Linked DNA regions of Triticum aestivum: region 2 is linked to region 1. Evidence: chromatin contacts called from public Hi-C data. All regions are on one chromosome and are shown on one strand. Each heading gives the region's core, a stretch centred on a gene start, on an enhancer-like site or on the middle of the called end of the contact. The rest is flanking DNA. Distances are from core to core; before and after follow the strand shown.

What was found. Hi-C and Micro-C count contacts between places; a contact is called where the count stands out from the background.
Region 2: a Hi-C map of leaf shows a contact between it and region 1, with 4 times the contacts expected there. The contact joins the promoter of LOC123051563 here to the enhancer-like site in region 1. A contact is called at or near these places in 4 of 5 Hi-C or Micro-C datasets (leaf and root).

What each region holds. Positions count from the first base shown.
Region 1 is chr2D:61,960,546-61,966,581 of IWGSC CS RefSeq v2.1, reverse strand. LOC123048710 (a long non-coding RNA gene) reads left to right here. Exons shown (of 4, transcript XR_006423362.1): 4 at 1,196-1,589. Among protein-coding and RNA genes, the nearest start is that of LOC123048710, 5.0 kb to the left of the region's middle. Within about 2 kb of position 3,496, at least 4 of the 8 cell types and tissues checked have an H3K27ac peak or open chromatin away from gene starts, as enhancers often do. A contact at or near this core is called in leaf, where this site is marked.
Region 2 is chr2D:62,041,867-62,047,902 of IWGSC CS RefSeq v2.1, reverse strand. It overlaps LOC123051563 (WEB family protein At2g38370), which reads left to right and starts at 3,418. Exons shown (of 2, transcript XM_044474473.1): 1 at 3,418-3,756; 2 at 4,050-5,908. The coding sequence starts at 3,538. The coding sequence ends at 5,699.

The sequences.
Region 1 (6,036 bases), core at 2,247-4,746:
GTGTGTGCAAGTCTAGTATTTTGAGGATACAAGTTTTATTTTTGTAAATGTTGAATTTTATGGATTAGTTTCGTTGTTGTAGTTATTTTTGTGAATTCACTTAGGTGCCCTGTAATCCATGTAGGTTAAATGCCTTTTTGTACAAATCAATGTGTCTACTTGCAGTAAAACTTTTTTCACACAGTTCATGATTTGCTTGCTGTTGTTAATAGCGTGCAAGATTTAGTTACATGATGATGCTATTTTTATTTTTATTTTTTTATGGTTTAGGTTTGTGATTTAGTTATAATTCTTAGTTTGATTGAGTTACTCTGTAAATTCAGTAGATATCATTTTTGTATCCATTTTTATGATCTGTTTCTAGTGAGACGGGGTATAATTAAGGGGTTTATGAAATTTGCAGTTCACCTCAAACTAGGATATCGATGTTTATACATGCAGTTAATCTCAAACTAGGGTATCATTTTGTACACATCTAAATTTAGTATTGGGTTCTTTCTTACAGTAGTTTCCATTTTTTCGTAGTATCATTTTTGTTTCAAGGGTTTTTTGAATTTTTCGCTCTGATAAAGTGTGCGCAAGTATAGTATGATGATGATGCAAGTTCTTTTTTTGTAAATTTTGATTTTTTGTGGATTAGTTTTCTTTGCTGTAGTTATATTTTTTGTGAATTGGGTGTTGCTACGTTCATATATATACGTCCTGCAATATCAGTTTTGTTGTCGTGAAATGTGCGCAAATTTACTGTGATGAATGTGCAATTTTAGCATTTTAAGCATGCAAGTTTAGTTTTTAGATTGTATATCATTTTTTCTCTCTTTACAAAGTGTGTGCAAGTCTAGTAGTTTGAGGGTGCAAGTTTTATGAAGGTAAAAGATTATGAATTCAATCAGCTACCCTGTAATCCATGTAGGTTAAATGCTTTTTGTACAAATTAATGTATTTACCTCCAGTAAACACTAAATTACGTTATCAAAATGGTTAATATCAGTCTTGCTGTTGTAAAATGTGCGCAAATTTTGTATGATGGAAGTGCAAATTTTGTTGTCCATCTTGTTCTTCAGGCAGTGAGCATCCCTTCTTATTTTTCCCCATTGCATGAATATGCATTTCTCCCTGTTTTTTTCATAGATCAAAAAGAATATGCAATCTGTGATCTGGGTATGAAATTGAGGATTATCCATTTTTCTAGCAGATCTGCTGCTGTTGGTTTGGTGGACGAAGGAGAAGGTAGTTGCCAGCAAGAATCGTCTGGAGAAGTTGGGCAGAAACATCAGAAGGCAACAGGAGATCTGAGCTTTTTTTCTCCTCCCATGGTGGCGGCTGTGTGGGTGTCGAGAAAGAAAGAAGAGGAGGCAAGGGGGAAGACCTAGTGAGCTGTACGTTAACTGGATCTTTAGCTTAGCGGGTTCAGGCCCGTTTTCTTTCTGGGCTAAAGAGACAGCAGAAGAAAGAAACAGAGAGTACTGAGCTTTTCTTTCTGTTGGGCTGACTGACTGACCATAGTTTTGGGTCAGTCAGTTTTCTTTTAGGTTGCAATCTTTTTCCTTTGTTTAACAATCGACTGACCACTTTGTTGAGTATCTGTAGCCGCTCCCATATGGAGTATGGACCAGCCCGTACGAAGGCACCAATCATACGGATACAGCATGTCGAGCGTACGCGGTGCGTGCCGGCCGGTCGATGGAACCACATGCATGCGGGTGCCGTGTGTGGCGCGTGGCCGTGTGGAGGTGGGCTCGTGGACCACGCGGGCTAGCCCTGTGCCGGGCGCGTACACCGGAAGTGAAACTTGGACGTCGGGGCTGGCAGTGCATGTGCATGCAGGGCCAGCCGAGTCCGGTCTCTCCTTTCTTTGGCTCTCACAGGTCGGAAAAATACTCCACCAGCCATCATACACTCCCACGTCGATCGGCTACGTTGCAGCTTGCCCGGAACTTGCCGGCGACACCCCATCATCAGCATGGACTACGGACAAGGGAGACAATTCCGGAGAGCTCTGCTCTTCCACGGTACTAGTAGTTGTCACGCCCAACCACGACCCGAAACGCATCCACAGCTTCCCCACGATTGTCGCCCTCGGTGGCGCGACCGGCGCGCTGTTCGGCCGGAACTTGGGAGTTGGGATGGACCCTCTCATCCCAAGGATTACTAGGTGGCGGTGTTCTTGTACAGTCCCCCACCGGCCGGCGCATTTAGCTCCGACACGGACGTCGCATCGTGGCACTAGAATCACACGTAGTACTAGTACTCCTACAGGGTTCTGCTTTTTGTTGACGTGTATGTTCTGCTTAATTAACTGTACGGAGTTTAATCAAGGACCACTCATTCCTCATCCGGTGGGTCTAGCCTGGGGTTTATGGACGTTGATAATGCTGGGATGGTGGTCGAGGGACCAGCCAGCGTTGGAACGGAAGGTAGGCGGCTCGTGGCGCAGCTGCATCGATCGATCACTCTCACCACCGGTTGGTACACTGCGAGTAGTCCGGAGCACACCGACGTGAGAGGCCAGACTTACAAAACAGTATCAGGCCATTTTACACCCGTGGATCATCACGACGTCACCCATACATCGCTCTCGCCGTAGGCAACACAGACCTACACACAGTTACATCTAAACACGCCAAGGCCTAACGTGCACCGAACGATACCGACGGAAACCTCCTAATAACGAACGATTCGAACACGAAAACCACTCTAACCAAGACATATACGCATGACATCCGCCTACGTGTTCGGTGTTCCTTTCCAGAATTCCACGTCCTCGATCTCCACCATAAAAAAAACAGGGCCGTACACGACCGGCAAGTGATCGATGCCTGCGTGTGCTCCGGACTACTCGCAGTGTACCAACCGGTGGTGAGAGTGATCGATCGATGCAGCTGCGCCACGAGCCACGAGCCTACCTTCCGTTCCAACGCTGGTCCCTCGACCACCATCCCAGCATTAGCAATGTCCATAAACCCCAGGCTAGACCAACCGGACGAGGAATGAGTGGTCCTTGATTAAACTCCGTACGATTTATTAAGCGGCACATACACGTCAACAAAAAGCAGAACCCTGTAGGAGTACTAGGTCGTGTGATTCTAGTGCCACGATGCGACGTCCGTGTCGGAGCTAAATGCGCCGGCTGGTGGAGGGACTGTACGAGAACAGCGCCACCTTTGTCACCTAACCCTTGGGCTTCCGGCCGAACATGGCGCCGGTCGCGCCACCGATGGCGACGACGTGGATGCGTTCCGGGTCGTGATTGGGCGTGGCAACTACAACGACGTAGTCCATGCTGTTGATGGGGTCGCGCCCGCAACTTCCTTGCAAGCTGCAACGTAGCCGATCGACCTGAGAATGCATGATGGCCGGTGGAATAATTTTCCGGCCGATGAGAGCCAAAGAAAGGAGGGAGCCGGCCGGGAGGGCAGCACTGCACTGGCTGCATGCACATGCACATGCACTGCCAGCCACGACGTCAGTTTCAGTGCCGGTGTACGCGCCCGGCACAGGGCGCGCCCGTGTGGTCCACGAGCTCACCCGTACACGGCCACGCGCCACACACGGCACCCGCACGCATGTGGTTGCATCCATCGGCCGGCACGCACCGCGTACGTGCGATATGCGGTATCCGTATGATTGGCGCCGTTCGTACAGGCCGGTCCATACTCACATATTACATGACGGCGGGAGAGATTTTTCTGTGGAACGCGCGTGTCGTTACCGTCCGTCAAGGACTCAAGGTGTCATCGTCGCCGGACCTCCGGTTTCGTCGCCTTCTCACGTCTGCATATGGAAAACATTTAGAAATAGCCAGAGCCGGATCTTTTACTTGACACACACATGTCGGTACGTACGTCCATGCGACATTTTCTATAGCAATACGTGTGGTCGGTGCATGCGTCTGCTAGTTTGCCCTTGCTCTCTCTCGATCTTTTCCCGGGCCCTCCGCCTGCACATAAAATAGCTCGATCGATCATGGGAAGGAAGGAGGCGAATAGCGTGCATTTCCTGTGGTGTCGACACGACGGGCTCTGCGTGGCGCCCAAGGGCTGCCCCCTCGCGCGACGCGGTGCACGGTAGGAAGATTTTCAGTGAAAAACTTGCTTCGAATTCCGTCCGGTATTGTTACGATCTCAACGTTGAAATAATGGGATCATGACGTACGTGTTTGGTTTGACGCATATATGTGTGGAACCAATAATTCTATCCACCTTTTATCAGTGAGATGAACGTCCCTTTTTAGGAAAATGTCGTGAAATGGATGGTTGATTCTGGAGTTCCCTTGGATGTCATTTTCCAGCTGATGGCAGCTGATTTCACGGTGCGGTGGTGTCACAAATTGCAGTTGATTGGGGATGGCTTCTGAAGCCGATGCGTGGTTGCCAGAGAGCTATGGCACTCTGCCCTCTCTTGTTGCGGCCTTGATCAGCTCATGCCTAGTCTGGATGCAACTCTCGTGGACTGGTGGCCCGCAAGTCGTGCGTTAATCCCTAAGTCGCAAAGGAAGGGCTTCGACTCCATCGCCCTCCTTCCTGTCTGGATGTTGTGGAAGGAGCGTAACAGACGTGTCTTTTAGCGCTTGGCGGTTGTTGCTTCTGAGCACTCTAAGCGCATTTCTAGCGAGATTTAGTTGTGGATGCTGTCAGGTGTGAAAGGGTTGTCGGACATTTGAAGATAGTTATTGGTAGGAGATAGGGCGTTGTACGGCATTCTTGGTTGCCCGCCATATGTTGCCATGGTGATGTTTGTAACCGCGGCATGCCGCCGGATCCTTTGTACTTGTGCGTTCGACAAAAAAAGAAGCCCAAAGAGAAGTTACTTAACTGTAGTTGATTTTCATGGTGTGGTGGTGAAACGATCTCGTTGAAGACCATGCCGACCGCCTCCAATCCATGGCAATTTTCCTTATGTCGATCATTTGGTTTGTAGGATTTCAATCCATAAAAAATATTCCAGAATTCATGTATACTATAGTTCATAGGAATTTGTTACCACTTCAATCATGTGAAGAATCTTTAGTTTTTTTCGTGCGCAATAAAACAATCATATATTATTCAATATGTCATGCCACTCTATTTTTTACACGCACTCCTCCTATGAACACCTGGAGAGACAGCCGATAGTTATTGAGATTGACAAAGTCGTTGCACACGCTTCATAGTTGACTGATGCCAGCTGAACGAATATCGACGAAAAGCCTGGAATAAATTTCGGAGAATGCGAGCACATGTGTCAAGTTTAGGACTTGAACCAAGACAAGCAATTTCCACTACGAGGAACCTAGCTAGCTGAGCTCTGCTCAGTTCGCTCTTTCTATTTATTTCTCAATTCACGCGTTTTAGAGATTTTGTGAATCAAAGAAGCCCTAAGTAATTACTTATTCAAAAGCACAAAATATTGGTAACTCAATCCAAAATATTTTTCCTTTCTATTTTATATAGAACTTAACTGAAAAACTCAGTTCAAACTTTTGGTTTTGCTACTTTTGTCACGAAAATTAAGTACATGTTCTTCAGTTCTGTTCTAATAGCCAACGAATCTTATCACACAGACAGTGAGATTCCTATACAAGTACAATGGGTTAAAATATCATAATTAGAAAGCTACAATTGTTGACCGGGAGATAACATTTTTTTTTTGCGGGGAGATAACCAGTTTTTAAGTCCAATGGGAAATAGTCAATTGCATATAATTTCCACATTTGAAGTACACCGGGGTATATTCGCGGGTGCATTGATTGTACTACAAAGCTTGCCGTGTCTGTACTGCAAAGAGAGTCGGAACATGAAGACGTGCAGTGCGGCGAGGCGGCCGCACGCTCAGCCGCTCCGGCTCAGGCCACAGGAGCTAACCCAGCACGTACGCATGCATTTCCAGTTGTACCACACCCCCGTGCAACGGTGCAACCTGTTGCCATCGTGCCCGCGACCACGATGCATCAGCTGGGGAAGAACATCTGTCGTTTTTAATAAGGTCGGTGAATCCTTACCAACAGCGACTGTAACCTACTATACCGAAGATCAAACCAATGCAGCTAAAATAAGT
Region 2 (6,036 bases), core at 2,169-4,668, 81 kb before region 1:
CTCTCTTGTATCACGCTTAGGTTGTTGGTCTCTAAAATACAGGGGGAGTGTTGATCCTAGTATGTGTGTCGTGCAGTCCAAAGCACTTATCTTGATGGCACACATCTAGGGGGAGCCCGTCTATATTTTAGAGACTTGGGGGTTTGCTTATGTCCTTTGTCTTTTCCCGTTTGTGCAAATCCCGTATTGTCATCAATCCACCAAAAAGGGGGAGATTGTAAGGGCATATTTATCCGTAAGATATTTTGGTGATTGATGACAATGCTTTTGCGGACTAATCGTGTGCATTGAGTGTTTTCAGAGATTCATCCTTTGGCACGAGACGATTACCTCCCCTCAGAGTTTGAAGCGAAGACGGTGTAGTCCTTTCGAATTAGTTTGGTGGACTAGTTTCATAGGGATCACCGTACTATCAAGAGGAGGTCCGCTTTGGCAAGGCTAGGGTGGAATCAACACGTACACATCCTCTTTACACCCTCTGTGCCTTTCCGCTTCATTGGAGCTTTGCTTCCTCTCTCCTTGGGCTGAGTCTGGTCCTAGCGGTAGTACCGCGGTACCCATCGGTAGTACCGCTTGGGGGTCAGAAGCGGCAGTACCGCTCCGCAGCGGTAGTACCGCTGGTGGGTCCTCAGCAGTAGTACCGCTACGGTACCAGGCCCCTACCGTCTCGATTCGAGGGGTCTTTTTTCGTGTCGGATAGTGCGGTACTTCGCAGCGGCAGTAGGGCGGCAGTACCGCTCACGAGCGGTAGTACCGTCCAACCGCCGCGGCAGTACCGCTCGGATCTGTCCTCTCCTGCCCTCCAGGCTCCACGGTAGTACCGCCCTCGGGAGCGGTAGTACCGCTGTAACCAGCGGTAGTACCACTGCCTCCTGCGGTAGTACCGCCCTCTACGGGGCTGTTGTGGGGGTAACGGTTGGATTGTTCCCCCCACTATATAAGGAGGTCTTCTTCCCCAAAGTTGACTCACCTCTTCCCCCAAAAGCTCCATTGTTGCTCCAAGCTCCATTTTCGCCCGATCTCTCTCCCTAGCCAATCAAACTTGTTGATTTGCTCGGGATTGGTTGAGAAGGCCCCGATCTACACTTCCACCAAGAGAAATTTGATTCCCCCCACTTATCCCTAGCGGATCTTGTTACTCTTGGGTGTTTGAGCACCCTAGACGGTTGAGGTCACCGCGGAGCCATAGTCCATTGTGGTGAAGCTTTGTGGTGTCGTTGGGAGCCTCCAATTAAGTTGTGGAGATTGCCCCAACCTTGTTTGTAAAGGTCCGGTCGCCGCCTTCAAGGGCACCAATAGTGTAATCACGGCATCTCGCATTGTGTGAGGGCGTGAGGAGAATACGGTGGCCCTAGTGGCTTCTTGGGGAGCATTGTGCCTCCACACCGCTCTAACGAAGACGTACTTCCCCTCAAAAGGAAGGAACTTCGGTAACACATCCTTGTCTCCACCGGCTCCACTCTTGGTTATCTCTTACCTTTACTTGTGCACGCTTATATTGTGTTGTATCCCTTTCTTGCTTGTGCGCTTGTTGTTGTTGCATCATATAGGTTGCTCACCTAGTTGCATATCTAGACAACCTACTTTGATGCAAGGTATAAATTGGTAAAGAAAAGCTAAAAATTGTTAGTTGCCTATTCACCCCCCCCCCCCTCTAGTCAACTATATCGATCCTTTAAATGCCTATGTTTTCAACATGGATTTTGCCATGGAAACTTTTATAGATGTTTTTGAATTCTTGGGAACTTTTAAAATGATTTTTCCTCGGAAAATTATGATCAATGCACATGGAAAATATCATGGTAACTTAAAGACTTTTTTCCCTTTCATAGCATCTTGAGAGCTTTGCACATGGCAACTTTTATATAAAAGCATGGCTCATAAATTTTGACATGTACCCATTATGATATTTCAAAATTTTAAATGTTTTAGAGAACATTTTTCCTATTTTGCCATGCACAATTTTTTTACAGGTATCATGGCAACTTTACTAATTAGCCATGACGTTTTTATTAATTAGAACATGTTACTTTTTTGTAGGTGCCATGGCAATTTTATTACTCAGAGCATGACAATTTTATTAATTAGACCATGACCGTTTAAATGTATGTACCATGACAATTTTATTTTTAGTCTTGGCAATTTAATTACTTAGACCATGGTAATTTCATTAATTAATAGACCATGTCAGCTTCTATTTATGTAGCACGGCAATTATGTTTTAGACCATGTTAGTTTTATTTTTTGGTATCATGGCAATTTTTATTCTTCAGACCATGGCAATTTTATTAATTATGTTATGGAAATTTTATTAATTTTGTGTCCCAAAACATGGAAAATTGTAATGGTCAAACGACAATCTTAGGAATTACACTTGTCTCATGTGTGCATAGCCAAATCCTAAATTTGCCATCGTTTCAAAGAATAAATCCCCTAACCTTGCCATCTTATTTTAAAGAACAGAATTCATAAATTTGCATTGTGACCGTTAGACAAATTCAAAAGTTGAAATGTTTATAAAGAACATTTTTCCTATTTTTGCGATGTGCAATTTTATTACAGGTATCATGGGAAAAAAAAAACTAGACCATGGTAATTTATTTTCTTAGACTATCGCAAATTTATTACATACACCATGTTTTAACTTGTCATGGGGACTTGGGAAGGGGAAGAGCTGGAGGGTAAAATGCATGGCGAAACTTTCTGTTCATAGCTTCTACTCCCTCTGTTTCAAAATAGATGACCCAAATTTGTACTAACTACAAGTAGGTTTTGTCCCATCGGTAGCAACTCATGTGATGATGATAGGCTTAAAAGAATCTACCCAGCGAACCGATGACTAACCCGATGGTCAAACCGATGAACACCTGAACCGCCATTTGGTTGCCAATCCGGTTTTTTGAACTATGCAGCCAAGCCCATGTCACTGTTGTCAATCGTCGTCATGTGAAAGAGAGTGAATCACTGAAAGAGAGGAGAGAGAGAGAGCAGTGGTACGAGGGACCGTGACAAGAGATGATGTATCCAAGCAACGGCTCAATTCACTGCCACCTCGTGATGCCCGCCGAACGACGGTCGGCACCGCAAGGCCGACGCCGCGGTAATAATGCAAGCAAGCATGGCAGGACGCTCGTGCACCGCCGAGGGAGTTGTCACGCAGTGCGCAACGGCCCTCTGCCACCACAAAGATTAAAGGAAGAAAGAACCACCCGCGGGTCCGGCCGTGACGAAGAGCTGCCTCAGCCGCACTGTTTTCCGTGTCATCATGCTTAATGTACACCGCCACTGCTCCATTTGCTGCCGTGATTAGCGACAAGCGTGCAGCAGTCTCAGTCTCGGCCCAACGGCTACCTCAGCAGCAGCCGGTCAACGACCACTATTAAATCCGACTACTACCCAAGCGAAGCGAGCCACACTCCCCCGTTGTCCGCTTGCAGCCCACCCACCACCCCACCCCACCCCACTCTCTCCCTCGCTCTTCGCCCAAACCCAAGAACCCTGACCCAGCAGCACGCGCAGGACCCGAGAGAGAAAGGAATGGAAGAGGAGGCCCGGCCGCCCCTGCTCCCCGTGCGCGTCCCGGTGAACGGCGAGGACCTGGCCCCGGCCTCCGCTGGCGCGTGCGGCGTCGGCGGCGGCAGGGCGGAGATCGACACCTCGGCGCCGTTCGAGTCCGTGCGGGAGGCCGTCGACCGCTTCGGCGGCAGCGCCGCCTGGAGCTCCCACCTCGTCAACCGCATCTTCGCGCACCACAAGGTCAGTGCGACCTCCTCCCCCCTCTTCTCCATCTTGCCGCGGCTCATCTTGCCCCGATTTACATTATTGGCGGAGGAACGGTGCCATCTCCTGTTCCGCAGAGTACTTTTTGTTCTTGCACAGTACTACATGGCCGTACCCCTGTACTTTGGGTTAGTTCGTCATTCAATTAGGAGCAGAGCGGAGCGGTTCTTGTCCGCGATTCGGTGGCAAATGCGGCTAGTAAAATCAGCCAGCACTAATGTTTCTCTTCTCTCGATTGATTTTGTTCTTGCCACATTTTCCGCCTGCAGAAACAGAACCAGACTGTGTGTGGGGGGACTGAAGACGAGCAATGCGTCAATCTGGCGGAGCAGACGGCGCAGATAGAGAAGGAGCTCGGCGCCAAGGAGAGGGAGACGCTCGATGTGCTCAAACAACTCGAGTCTGCCAAGAAGATCATCGCAGATTTGAAGCTCAAGATTCAGAAGAAAACGGCTGAAGATACATTGCAGCCTGAAGAAGAGAAGCAGCAGCAACAGCAAGAGAGCAATTGCTCTCTCACTGAAGTGCCCACAGCAGAACCTGAAGTGAAGCAGCCTGAAGGAAACGCTGAAGCTACCGAAGAAGAGCAAACAGCAGAACCTGAAGCAAAGCAGCAGCCTGAGGGAAATGCTGAAGGTGCAGAAATGCAAGCAGCAGAACCTGAAGTGAGGCAGCCTGAGGGAAATGATGGAGCCGATGTGGACATGTGCGCCGGCCTAGACGAACAAGAGCAGCAGCAGCAGCATACTAACTTGGTTCTGATGGAGCTCGAGCAGGCAAAGTCGAACCTGAACAGAACCACGGGTGATCTCGCTGCCATAAGAGCCTCCATCGAGTCGCTGCGCAACGACATCGCGACGGAGAAAGTCTTGGTGGAGAGGAGCCGGGAGAAGGTGTCCTCGGACGCCACCTTGGTTTCTTCTCTGAAGCAGGAGCTGGACCAGACCACGCAGAAGCTGCAGACGCTGAAGGACCTGCAGAGAAGGCGCGAGGACCCCTCGGACATCTTCTTCGAGATCAAGAGGATGACTACCGAGATAGAGCAGCTCAGGAATGCAGCAAATGCGTCGAAATCTGAAGCCATGATGTTAGCTGCCGAGATTGAGCAGACCAAGGCCACCATCGGCACTGCTGAAGTGAGATGTCTTGCTGCCAAGAAGATGGAGGAAGCAGCAAGGGCAGCTGAAGCTCTTGCACTAGCTGAGATCAAGGCCCTACTCTGCAGTGAAGCCTCAGCTGAAGGTCTCCAGGGTGAAGATGGAGTGAGCCTTTCAGTGGAAGAGTACTCCGAGCTTGCTTCGATGGCTCGAGAGGCCGATGAAAGCTCAAGGAACAAGATTGCAGCTGCCATGGTCCATGTCGACGAAGCCAACCAATCAAAGTCGGAGTCACTCACAAGGCTGGAAGAAGCCAAAATGGAGGTTGAGGAATGCAAGAAGGCACTGCAGGAGGCTCTGAAGAGGGTAGAGACTGCCAACCGAAGAAAGTTTGCGGTGGAAGAGACCCTTCAGAGATGCCGATCGGAGACCGGACACAAGAGGCGCTCATTCCGTGGCTCCCCCAAGTTCAAAACTGCAGCACATCGCCACAGAGATGACTCTCACTGCATGGACATCATCGATGTTTCAGACAACTCCATGAAGCCGACACTGTCGATCGGGCAGATACTGAGTATGAAGCTAATGGGGCCTGATGGGTACGACAAGAGCGTGTCGGACGACACGAGTACGAGTGAAACCTCTAGCATCTCCCTCGGTCAGATCCTGAACAGGAGGCAGGCAATCTTGACTTATAGCAGTGATACAAGTGCTAACAACAAATTCTCAGGAAAGAGGAAGAAGTTTGCCTTCACTGGGCTTTCAGTTTTCCTGGCTAAGCAGGCTAAGAGCAAGAAGAAGAGAGGGTCAGATGAGAACTGATGTTAACTCTGCCAGAACACTAGCTAGTTACTGAGTGTTTTGACCCCCTATTTCCATGTCTGTGTTCATGTACAATGTTCCTAGGAGGAGTATATGTTTCTAGGTCTAATGAGGTTCTGATATTTATGTAGCTCCATGTACCAGTTCATCAGTCTAGCATCTCCTGAGTGATGTTGCTGATTAGTTAGTTAAGAGTTAGATTGGTATCATGTGCTCTATGAACATGGAAGATTCCAGTTCAGTTAGCTCTGTATCATGCACCCTGTGGTCATGTAAGACATTTGATTTGGAGTATTCGATCTGTTTGGGTAAAGCCTGTTATTATTCTGTTGTGCCT